2 separate regions of the Mus musculus genome follow, and region 2 is linked to region 1. A link is a contact called in public promoter capture Hi-C data. All regions are on one chromosome and are shown on one strand. Each heading gives the region's core, a stretch centred on a gene start, on an enhancer-like site or on the middle of the called end of the contact. The rest is flanking DNA. Distances are from core to core; before and after follow the strand shown.

Evidence for each region. Capture Hi-C pulls out chosen DNA fragments and counts their contacts.
Region 2: a contact with region 1 is called in a promoter capture Hi-C map of adipose tissue. The contact joins two enhancer-like sites. A contact is called at or near these places in 3 of 484 Hi-C or Micro-C datasets (adipose-derived mesenchymal stem cells and uterus), 4 of 115 datasets of contacts at active chromatin or transcription factors (astrocytes, fibro-adipogenic progenitors, pancreatic cancer cells and 1 more) and 2 of 9 other capture datasets (adipose tissue and liver).

Annotation. Positions count from the first base shown.
Region 1 is chr10:21,627,073-21,632,050 of GRCm38.p6, forward strand. No RefSeq gene overlaps it. Among named protein-coding and RNA genes, the nearest start is that of 1700020N01Rik, 36 kb to the left of the region's middle. Within about 2 kb of position 1,644, at least 53 of the 459 cell types and tissues checked have an H3K27ac peak or open chromatin away from gene starts, as enhancers often do. A contact at or near this core is called in adipose tissue, fibro-adipogenic progenitors and uterus, where this site is marked.
Region 2 is chr10:21,921,435-21,926,624 of GRCm38.p6, forward strand. All of the region lies in intron 1 of Sgk1 (serum/glucocorticoid regulated kinase 1), which reads left to right. Among named protein-coding and RNA genes, the nearest start is that of Gm46215, 42 kb to the left of the region's middle. Within about 2 kb of position 2,252, at least 126 of the 459 cell types and tissues checked have an H3K27ac peak or open chromatin away from gene starts, as enhancers often do. A contact at or near this core is called in adipose tissue, fibro-adipogenic progenitors and uterus, where this site is marked.

The DNA.
Region 1 (4,978 bases), core at 394-2,893:
GCATATACAAATGTGTGCTTGCTGTCTGTATAAAATGGGACTTCAGAGAAAATGGACCAGGGTGAAATCCTGCCCCAGCCTCCCAATCAAGGTATATTTTCTGGGTCAGGTGGCTCTTGTTCATCCAGCCACATAAGTCTCATTTATCCTTGACTTGTCTGACCTCCTAAGCCTTGCCCTTACCAATCCCCTGCCTTGAACCCGGGAGTCCAGAGAAGGGAGTCAGACTCTATACTAGGAGTCTGAGGTTCTCTTGCAGCACAGCCCTGCCTGGCACAGCTTGGCAGAAAGGGCAGTGTCTGTATCCACCTTAGAGGATCTCATACAAGGTCTCCATCTTTAACTGGCATTTGCATCTCTCTGTTTTTAATCGATAAGTAGACCCCAACTCTGTTTCTCTCTTTTATTTTTTTAATATTTGCCCACATAGTTAATAATGAGCCACTTTTTGGGCCATGCTGTTAGCCAGGGTTTGTAATGGAAGTTGGCAAGGTAAACGCAGCGCCTTGGAAACTACTGGACTGATTTTTTTTCCCTGAAAAGTTAAATAGAAAAGACTCTTTCCCCCATTGGTAATTTTCATTTATAGCTTGATTTACTAGGTTAGCTCAGAGTTTGAAGTAGACTATAAAGCACATGGGTTCTTTACTACCCAGATTGATTTCCTATGAAGAACGAGAAAATGTGGCATCACAAGGTCAACTATGCTGCAAGAAATAAATGATGTGTTGTCTGATTTTGAGTTATTTAAACATAGAAAAATGCTGCATGAAGTTTTAAGAAGTAACCTCCAAAGAGAAAAAATATGACAGGAACAAAAATATTCAGAAGGAAGGAAAAGCATGGGCTTTTTGTAACTTTAAATTGTTTAAAGATAGGCTGGAGTCCATGACATAAGGAGTCCTATTGAAAAGTAAACCAGCCTGATTAAAGGCAAAAACAAACAAACAAACAAACAAAACCCTTTCTCCTGTTCAGCTATCAAAAGCTCTATGTAGTTGGTCCCCAGTATGATTTAGGTATGTTCTCTGTCCCCCAGAGAGCCATGTGCTGTAATAGAAGCTTGGGCTCCATTGTAATAGTCTGCCTCTTTAAGGGGTAGGCTTAGTGGAAGGTGGTTAGGTCATAGCAGCAGCACCTTTGAAGGGCATTAAGGTAGTTCTTTTGGGGATGAGTTGCACATAATGAGACCATCCCATGTACTTGATCTCTTATGCCCACAGACATTTTCATTTTTTACTTCTCCACAATACTGTGACACAGTTGGGGATGTTACCTACAAATATCGTTGTTCTATTTGGACATTGTGACCCCAAAATTGAGTCAAATCTCTTTTCTTCACATAATTCCTGTGATAAAGTAATCTGTGGTAGCAACACAAAATGAACACCCACTTGCCTCTTAACGTTTCACAAGGTCAACAAGTCAGAGTGCCCGATCGAAGCAAAGTCACAGGTGAAGATTTGTCCCTGTGGCTCACAGTTACCAGCATGAGTCAGAGGAAACCCGAGGGCACCGTATGCATATTCCAGCTTTCTGGAGCCTTCCATTCCCTGTTTGGGTGGGCCATGAGCTTTCTGTGTTGACTCTAATACGGAGAGAAAGAGACTGCCTGTGTTGCTAAGCTGAGGCTGACCTCACAGCTGTTTCCTCATGGGGCTGGCTCGGCCAGGCTCCAGCCTCTGATTGCTTGTTTGCATGGGTCGGTCCAGAATGTCCTTTTTGGCAAGAACATTACTCATGTTTTCCATCCTCTGACATAAATTCTGCCAGTGTAGTGACCATTTTTATAAGTTGGTACTGAACACTCCTCTACATTTTGGTCCAATCCCTCTAGTGTCCAGTACCTTTTATTACAGAACCATTTATATGTTTGTTTGTTTGCTTGCTTGCTTGTTTTTCAGTTTAACAATCCACTTTCTTTCCTGTCTCTTATGTGTACCAAGATCAGAACTGAAGCTAGGTTTTTGCAATGACCTTAAGAAGAAAAGCAAATTTCCTTTTAATAATCTATGCCTTGCAGGAGAGAGAGGGGGAGAGGAGAAGAGGAAGAGGGTTAGGTGTATCCAGCGTTTTTCTCCTTAGAGGAGTTGACAGGCATTAGATACGCTCTTGGCTTGAGGACATCAAACAAGATATGCATTCTCTCCATCTTCCAAGAAACTGTAACCGGATGACTTATGGTCGGTCCATCATCGCCTCCTTCCTTCATCCATTTTGGTTATCTTTTTTTGCAACCCTGTCCATGAGAACATTTCATTTTTCAATCATGTGGTACATAAAGTTAACCACAGTTATCGTCTCTTCGTGAGTAAATGAAAGGCATTTTGAATGCCTGGAGCCAAACAAGTTTGATTTCACAGTGAGGCATCTTAAAAAGCAGAAAGGAAAGATGAGGTCCGGTTACTGCAGAGCTGTGCAGCTCTGCGTTGCAATCCCCAAAACTGCTGAGCATGGACTCTGTGCACCCCTGGCAGGAGACTCAGGTCAGGAGTTCAGAATGTCTTCCCAAGGAATAAATATACTCTAGACATCATCTGAGCATTCAGTTGGGTGACACAGGATGAGCCACAGGGAGCTCAGTCCCTTGTGGTAGACATGGTTAACTGAAGCATTGGCTTTTAGAGAATTCAATTCAATTATAGCGTAGCAGCTTATTTCACTGTTACCCATCCTTTCAAAATGAAAAGTTGACGATAGGAAATGACCTGAGAATGTTTGTGATGAAATGTGAATATAGAAATCAGAATGGCTAGTTTCTTCAGCACTGTAACTAGCCAGGCAGAAGGAACAAGGGATACAGGGAGAGAAATAAGAGGGAAGATGGGCAGGTTTTTTTTTTCCCATCTGTCTATGCTACTTGTTATAATGTTTGCACATTATTTTTTTAAGTACAGTACAGACTTGATGAGTTTTGCTGTTAAGTGGTCTGTTTGTTATAATTATGCTAACACCTGATAAATGGAGAGCCCCCAAGCAGCACCTAGTTTTGCCCTGTACTTTCACTGCAGAGCCTCCAGGGAAGATGGGTATATAAGGCATCCGAGCTTCAGACACTCCAAAGATTTCCAGGACAATCTTGGTGTAACACCAGAAGTACCATACTCAAAGATTCCGAGGAAAACAAACAAAGCAAATCAAAAGAGTCTTTCTTCAATTTTCTTCTAACACATAATGGGTTTTTAAATACAATTTATTTTTGAATAGGTAGGTAATGATTTACTTAAAAGTTTAAAAGATGATGTAATTTCTATATACCCTGTATTCAGCATCCCTGAAATATTAATGTCATACATTAATATAATTATATTTGTTTAGATATGTATGGATTATTACTGGCTAAAGTATACTCTTTATCTATTTCCTTATCTTTACATCAGTGGCCCTTTCTACTTGACAGCTACATCCATGTAGTTATAACATGCTTATTGAGTTGTCATCTCAGGCTGTGTTCATAACTGAGATAGTTTCTTAGACTCCTCTTGTTTTACAACCTTGGATGTCTTTAGGAAATTTGTTAGACAGTTTTGCTTCTTGGACAGTATGCCCAAACATTATTTTTTTTTTCTGCTTAGGCTGAGACTGAATAGGGCCTGGGTCTTTGGAGAAAGACCACAGAGGTCAAGGGTTGTTCTCACTCCTTTCTTTATGGATGCACACAATAAGCATGAATGAATGTCAGATGGTTAGTGTTGACCTTGGCCTCCTGGGGGAGGCACCAGGATGTCTCTTTAAGATGGTTCACCACTTGAGTATCTGCCAAAGGGAAGAGTTTCTTTTTTTAAAAATGTGGCAAAAGTTTATAAGCAGTAAGTCCTTAACCTATGACTAGCAGAATTCATGCTGTTTCCTCTTCTTCTCATATACCCATCTGATACTTATGTGTGCTTATAAATTCATATTATCTCATAGATGAAAGTGCCATAACCCTTCAGAACCACTCAGACACGTTGCCAAGACGTGTGTGGTGAAGATAATCCTGAATCTTTGTGAAGGCGGCTGTGCATAAAAAGTATCCTTCCATTCTACTGACAGCATAGATAAGTCTCACAGAGGTGACAAATCAAAACCGAGCTGTAAGTGATGACAACATGTAGGACATAGGAACCATGGGGCAAGGTCGCACTGGGGAATCCAGTATTTCTAAGCATCCCAGGTCCTATTTGAGTTGTTATTTCTTCCTAGATTAGACCCACTCAGACCACTTAATGAAAACTTGTTGAATGAATAGCTAAAAATTTAATAAAGACCTGAGATCATATCAAAAGTGGCTTCCAGATAAAAACTTTACTCCATAGCTATGCATAATTGTAATTTGTGAACAGAAAATGAATTTGTAAATATGTGCACACACAGTCAACCTGACTGGCAGTCTTTCTTGAGAATATCGCCTATCCATAATCTTTTCCCCCCAAAAGTCTTGAACTTCATTTTTGTGGCAGAGATTGGACAAGCCTGACCTCAGGACCATCTCACAGCTGCGCCCTCCCTTACCCTTGGCCTGAAATATGGAAAAGAGTTGAACCAACTACAGCTTTCCTCTGGAAAGTTGGACTAAGAAATGAGGAGTAAATGACCAAGAAGCAGTTTTACTGCAATTGTCAAATTGCCACAGGCACAGTGAGCCAGAGCCATGTGCAAAAGCTTATGAGCTGTTACAGAGAGGAAAGGCCAGACTGGTCAGGGATAAATATCCTTGAGGGAGACTGCCCTAGAGGCCACACAAGACACATAAAGGAAACCAAGAAGGAAAAAGACCAGGGACTAAACCAGAGACAGACCAAGGACTTTATGACCTTCTGATCCATTTGGGTTTGTGCGACTAGTTTCAGATAATACTTGACTCACTTCCCAAAAGTAGAGTTGGTCTCTATTCCTTAGAGCTCACATAGCTTTATGTAAACCAGCTTCCACAAGTCTCTACCTACTTAGCATCTTGAGCTTTTCAAATCCACTGTCCTTTGCAAAAGAAATATTT
Region 2 (5,190 bases), core at 1,002-3,501, 290 kb after region 1:
TTGCAAAAACAACATGTTTAATATGTTTAGAATCAATAGCCTAGAGGAAGAAAGAGGTTAAAAATACTGGAAGAGGAATTTCTTGGAGGAGAGGAGAGGAAGTTCTCGAAGCTTGTGGATTACTGGGGGGAGCCGAGGTTGCTGCTCAGAGATTAGCCCAGCGCCTCTCTTCTTCTTCAATCTTATTTTCTAATCCCCCAAACAAACAGCACACTCTGACCCTTACAGATAGTCATCGCAGCGACTTCCTTTTCTCTCTCCTTTTCCTCCTCCACCTTCTCCCCCCTTCCTCTTCTTCATTTCCTCTGCTCAAGACAGGCTAATTCCAAAGAAAGGATCAGTCCTACAATTTTAAGAAATAATAAGAACTTTATCTTCATTTCAAAATCCTCATATTAACGAGTCCCTGAGCTCTGCCTGTCACCGATCAGTGGGTGGTATTTTAGTGGGGTCAGAAGGGGACTTTAAATTACTGAGTTCAAGGCTGAGACTTGTGTGGTGTGTAACACACACAACACACTGATTCTGGGGGTGGGGCTTCCTGTGAGTTCCAACATGGAGGATGGTACAGACATGTCTCCCTCCCTTTCCACTCTCTTCCTCCTGGGCCCTCACCAGCCATCCCCCAGACCAGGCCTGGAGAAATGCAAGGTTAGACCTTGGGAATCTAGAACAGGATGCATGGGAAGGGACTGGGAAATCCCAAAGGCACCGAAAGCTGGGGAATTCCAGAGGCCACTCAGTCTTCTCGGGGTGCCTCTTCAGGACAGGCTATATAAGGGACGAAACTAAATGTGTGTATATCGTACCTCAATAGGGGATCTTAGCAAAGCTTGTGGACATCCATAAACTAACATAATTATCATTTAAAACAACAGAGTGCTTGCTATTTGATTTGTAAGTCCATATTGCTTATGCCTTAAAAGAATCCAAGCAGTGAATCTTATCCTCACAGTCCACAGACATAGAAGAAATAGAAAAAGCAAATCGTGTGGTTTCATATACACAATAAAGATGTTCAGAGGGAAAAAAAAAGTTGTGTGATTGGCAGCTATAGCTGAGGTAAGGAGAATAAGTTCATGTTACTGCATTGTCAGAGTTTTGGAGACTGTGGAATAGCTCTCTGGGCACCAACGTGAGAGGCCATATATTCCCTGTAACCTGTCTGCCATCAGGTACCCAGTCTGCAAGTACTTGGTGGTGGGGGTGGGGGTGGCGGTGTGAGCAGGGTCTTCCTTTTATAATTGCTTGAATGTTTTCACTAGAAAACTGGTTTATATCAGGATTTAAAGGCTTTTTTAAAATGTATTTATTTTTAATTCTTTGCTTTGTTTTGTTGTTGGGGATTGAGGTATTGGATTGGGTTTGTTTTGTTTAATACAAGCTCTTGCTGGGTCGCCCAGGCTGCCCTGGCACTCAGCCAGGGCGTCCTTACACTCCTTCCAATCCTCCTGCCTTAACCTCTGAAGGGCTGGGCTCTCAGGCACTACCCAACTTGGGAGAATTGGAAGTTACAATGGCAGTATATAAGCAGTAGGTTTTCCATGATGAATGGTGCCTCTCTGAAATCACAGTTGCTCTATGTCTGGTTCCCATGGCTTTTGAGAAAGAGGCAACTCTCCCTCCCGAAATCCAGACAGGCTCTGCCGGCTGGGATCACACAGAAGTGCCGACTAGCTATCAATTTTCCGCATCAGTTGATAATATCATTATCAACTAAGCCATCTTATATGAAGAGTAATATCTGTTTACTATTACATAATAGGAAAAAGAACCACAAGTGGAAAATCCCTAAAAGCTGGCCAATCTCCTTAATCGTATCTGGCAGCTCTCCGAGGGGACTGTGGTTTCTGGATAGCTTTTTTTTTTTCTCCCTTCAAATAAATTAATAAAAACCAAGGCAGACTAGATTTAGCAAAGAATTACACTTAGTGTTTTACCTAGGTACTGCCCAGAAATCTAGCTATGGTCTTAAGCTTTGACTCCAGGCTCCCAAGATAGCTGCTTCCGAACTCCGGTTTAATTTGGAACTAGACCCCTCCAGGCTCCCGTCTACGGAACTCTTGCTTTGTTTTAGACGGACATATCCTCCAGTCTGCGTTTGTTTACAATGCTCTTCACAACCATGGCGCAGCCATGAAGAAAAACGAGGCCCAGGTGGCCACACAACCAGGGCTGCTTCTGTATCCGGCCATTCACATCTCGAAGAGTCTTGCAGCTGTCTCCAGCTCAGAGCCATTGTGGCTGGTCTCTGAGGATTCCCAAAGCCACTCACAACCCTCCCTCCACCCAAGCAATTCAGCTCCCGCTGCCCCCAGGAGCGCAAGGGGCGGGCTGTAGCTTGAATTCCCTAGGGGCCTGATGGAGAAGCTCTCAGCTCAGCAGTTTTAAAGGGCACCTTGCCCAGGCTGCAGGGCTGGAGAGGGAGTCTATGACTGTATTCACATCTCACACCCCAGCCACTCTCCAGGGATTTCTGAGGCTAAAGTAAATACCATAAACTCTGTCCTTAATTAAGGCCCCATAGCTACGAAGCTAGCGAAAATCGAAAATCGTCAGCAAGGAACAGGAGAGAACATACTGAAGTCAGAGTGAAGACTAAACCAAGAAAAAGCATGCAGCCGTTTCCATTCCTGCTAGAAAATGTCGCTTTTGTGATGTTTTTCTCTAATACCCCTGAACAAATAGATTACTTCCTTCCCTAGCTACACTCTCTGCAGAGAGGCGACCATATTCTCATTAAGGTCTGGAATGGGTTGATTTGTCAAAAGTCTTGGCGTCCGAGACCCATCCTCACTGTGCCCACAGCAGACTGATTTAAAACAGCAGACACGTCTGCTCTTGGCACATGCGCAAATCGTAGATTTCTCTTAGCTTCAGAGAAAGATGCGCAATGGATTCAAAGAATCAACACTGGGCAGATAGAGGACATACAATTCCCAAATAAATCCGTAACAGCCATCGAGGACACACACTTTCCAAATAAATCCGCAACAGCCATTGTTTTCTTTTGCTTTTCTGGCAGCTGTGGTTGGCTCTCCATCTCAAGCTTCCGTGTTCGCTGCCTGGCTTTCCCCACCCTCCACCCTCCCAAAATGCAGACCTGGGGACTCGCCCACTCATGTGACACCTTGTAGCCACAGTTCCACCTTTACTGCCCAGCACTGGCCTCAGGTTGGTGGAAACAGGGGCCTTCAACCCTGGAAGAACCCTGCTTCATGTCCTGTCTTATATATTAACACCTCAAATTATAATTCAGTGTCTCTTGTGAGACTATGCCGGGGCCTAGCAAACACAGATGTGGATGCTCATAGTCAGCTAATGGATGGATCATAGGGCTCCCAATGGAGGAGCTAGAGAAAGTACCCAAGGAGCTAAAGGGATCTGCAAACTTATAGGTGGAACAACATTATGAACTAACCAGTACCCCGGAGCTCTTGTCTCTAGCTGCATATGTATCAAAAGATGGCCTAGTAGCCCATCACTGGAAAAATAGGCCCATTGGTCATGTAAACTTTATATGCCCCAGTACAGGGGTACGCCAGGGCCAAAAAGTGGGAGTGGGTGGGTAGGGGAGTGGGGGAGGGTATGGGGGACTTTTGGGATAGCATTGGAAATGTAAATGAGGAAAATACCTAATTAAAAAAAATTATAATTCAGTGTTCGTAGCGGCAAGGGGAGATTTACACTTTCACACTCCAAGAATAATTGTAGTCAGACCCTGCGACTTGTGAATAAAATGGAAGACAGATCAGCTCACATCTTGTACCTCATCCCTGCAAAGCTAAATAGACTTGGTAAAAGGGATGGCAAGAAATCCAGAGGAAAAAGATTAACTTCAAATTGAAGTTTGGAAATAAAGCAGGAAACGTTACCAGCTTCAAGCTTAAAGCCAGAAGAAGAAAAAGAAGAAGAAGAAGAAGAAGAAGAAGAAGAAGAAGAAGAAGAAGAAGAAGAAGAAGAAGAAGACGAGGAGGAGGAGGAGGAGGAGGAGGAAGAGGAGGAGGAGGAGGAGGAGGGGGAGGGGGAGGGGGAGGGGGAGGGGAAGGGGGGAGGGGGAGGAGGAGGAAGAAGAAGAAGAAGAAGAAGAAGAAGAAGAAGAAGAAGAAGAAGAAGAAGAAGAAGAAGAAGAAGAAGAAGAAATATTTTCCATTTGAAATAAAACTTAGTAATTTCTAGGTTGATCAGAAACACATTTGAAAGGCTAGGGCCGTAGCTAAGTGGTAGGGAATTTGCCTAGCATTCAAGGGGCCACAGAGGCAATCTACTACTGCTGCCTAAAACTCCAACACAAAATCACACTTGAGACTAGATCAAGGATAGAGATTCTATTCTAGTCCCAGAATCTTAGGTTTTAGACTGCACTCATGAAACAGACAAACTTCTTTCTTTTATAATGCTGGGACCAACCCTTACACAGGAAGAGTAAGCACTCTGCACTTGGCTGTACCCCTAAGCCTTAATTAAACATTTTTATTTCTCCTTGTGTATGCGTATATGGTGTGTTTGGGTGTGTCTGTGTGAATGTATGTGCCTGTGTAGGTGTGCCTGTGTGAGTATGCCTTGTGCGTGCAGCTTGTTGAGTGTGCCTTGTGAGTGAGTGCACTTTGTGAGTACATCTTGTGAGTGTCTGTATGAGTGTGCCTTGTGAGCGAGTGTGACTTGTAAGTGTGGGCACATCTGTAACAAAGCATCCCCGATGGATGACACCTTTGGGCATCAGTTCTTCTTCCCTTCATGCTGGTCCTCTTGCCTCCCAAGTACTGTGATCGTAGGCATGAATACCTGCTAAGACTCCAAAAGTGATAGTTTAACAGACATGGAAAAGAACTCAGGGCTGGGGTACAGCTCAGTGATGGGGCATTGGTATAGGAAGGGTCAGGGGTTGTTTCTCTCACAACTGCTCACGGAGCAGTGCAGGGAGTTTGGGGAGGGGCATGAGGAGGTCAGGAGGGTGGCAAGGGAGGAAAGGAAAGTAGGGACAAAAACCAGTGACAAGGAGAGAAAAGAGATTTTTTCAGTCAGGTATGATGACGTCAGGTATGCTTCAATCCCTGTCCTCTGACAACTAAAGCAAGAAGGAATGTCACAAGTTTGAGGCTACCTTGGGTAATATAGTAAGCTCTCTCAGAGAGAGGGGCACGGGAAAGGAAGAGAGGGGGAGGAGAAGGAGAGAGGAGAATGGACACA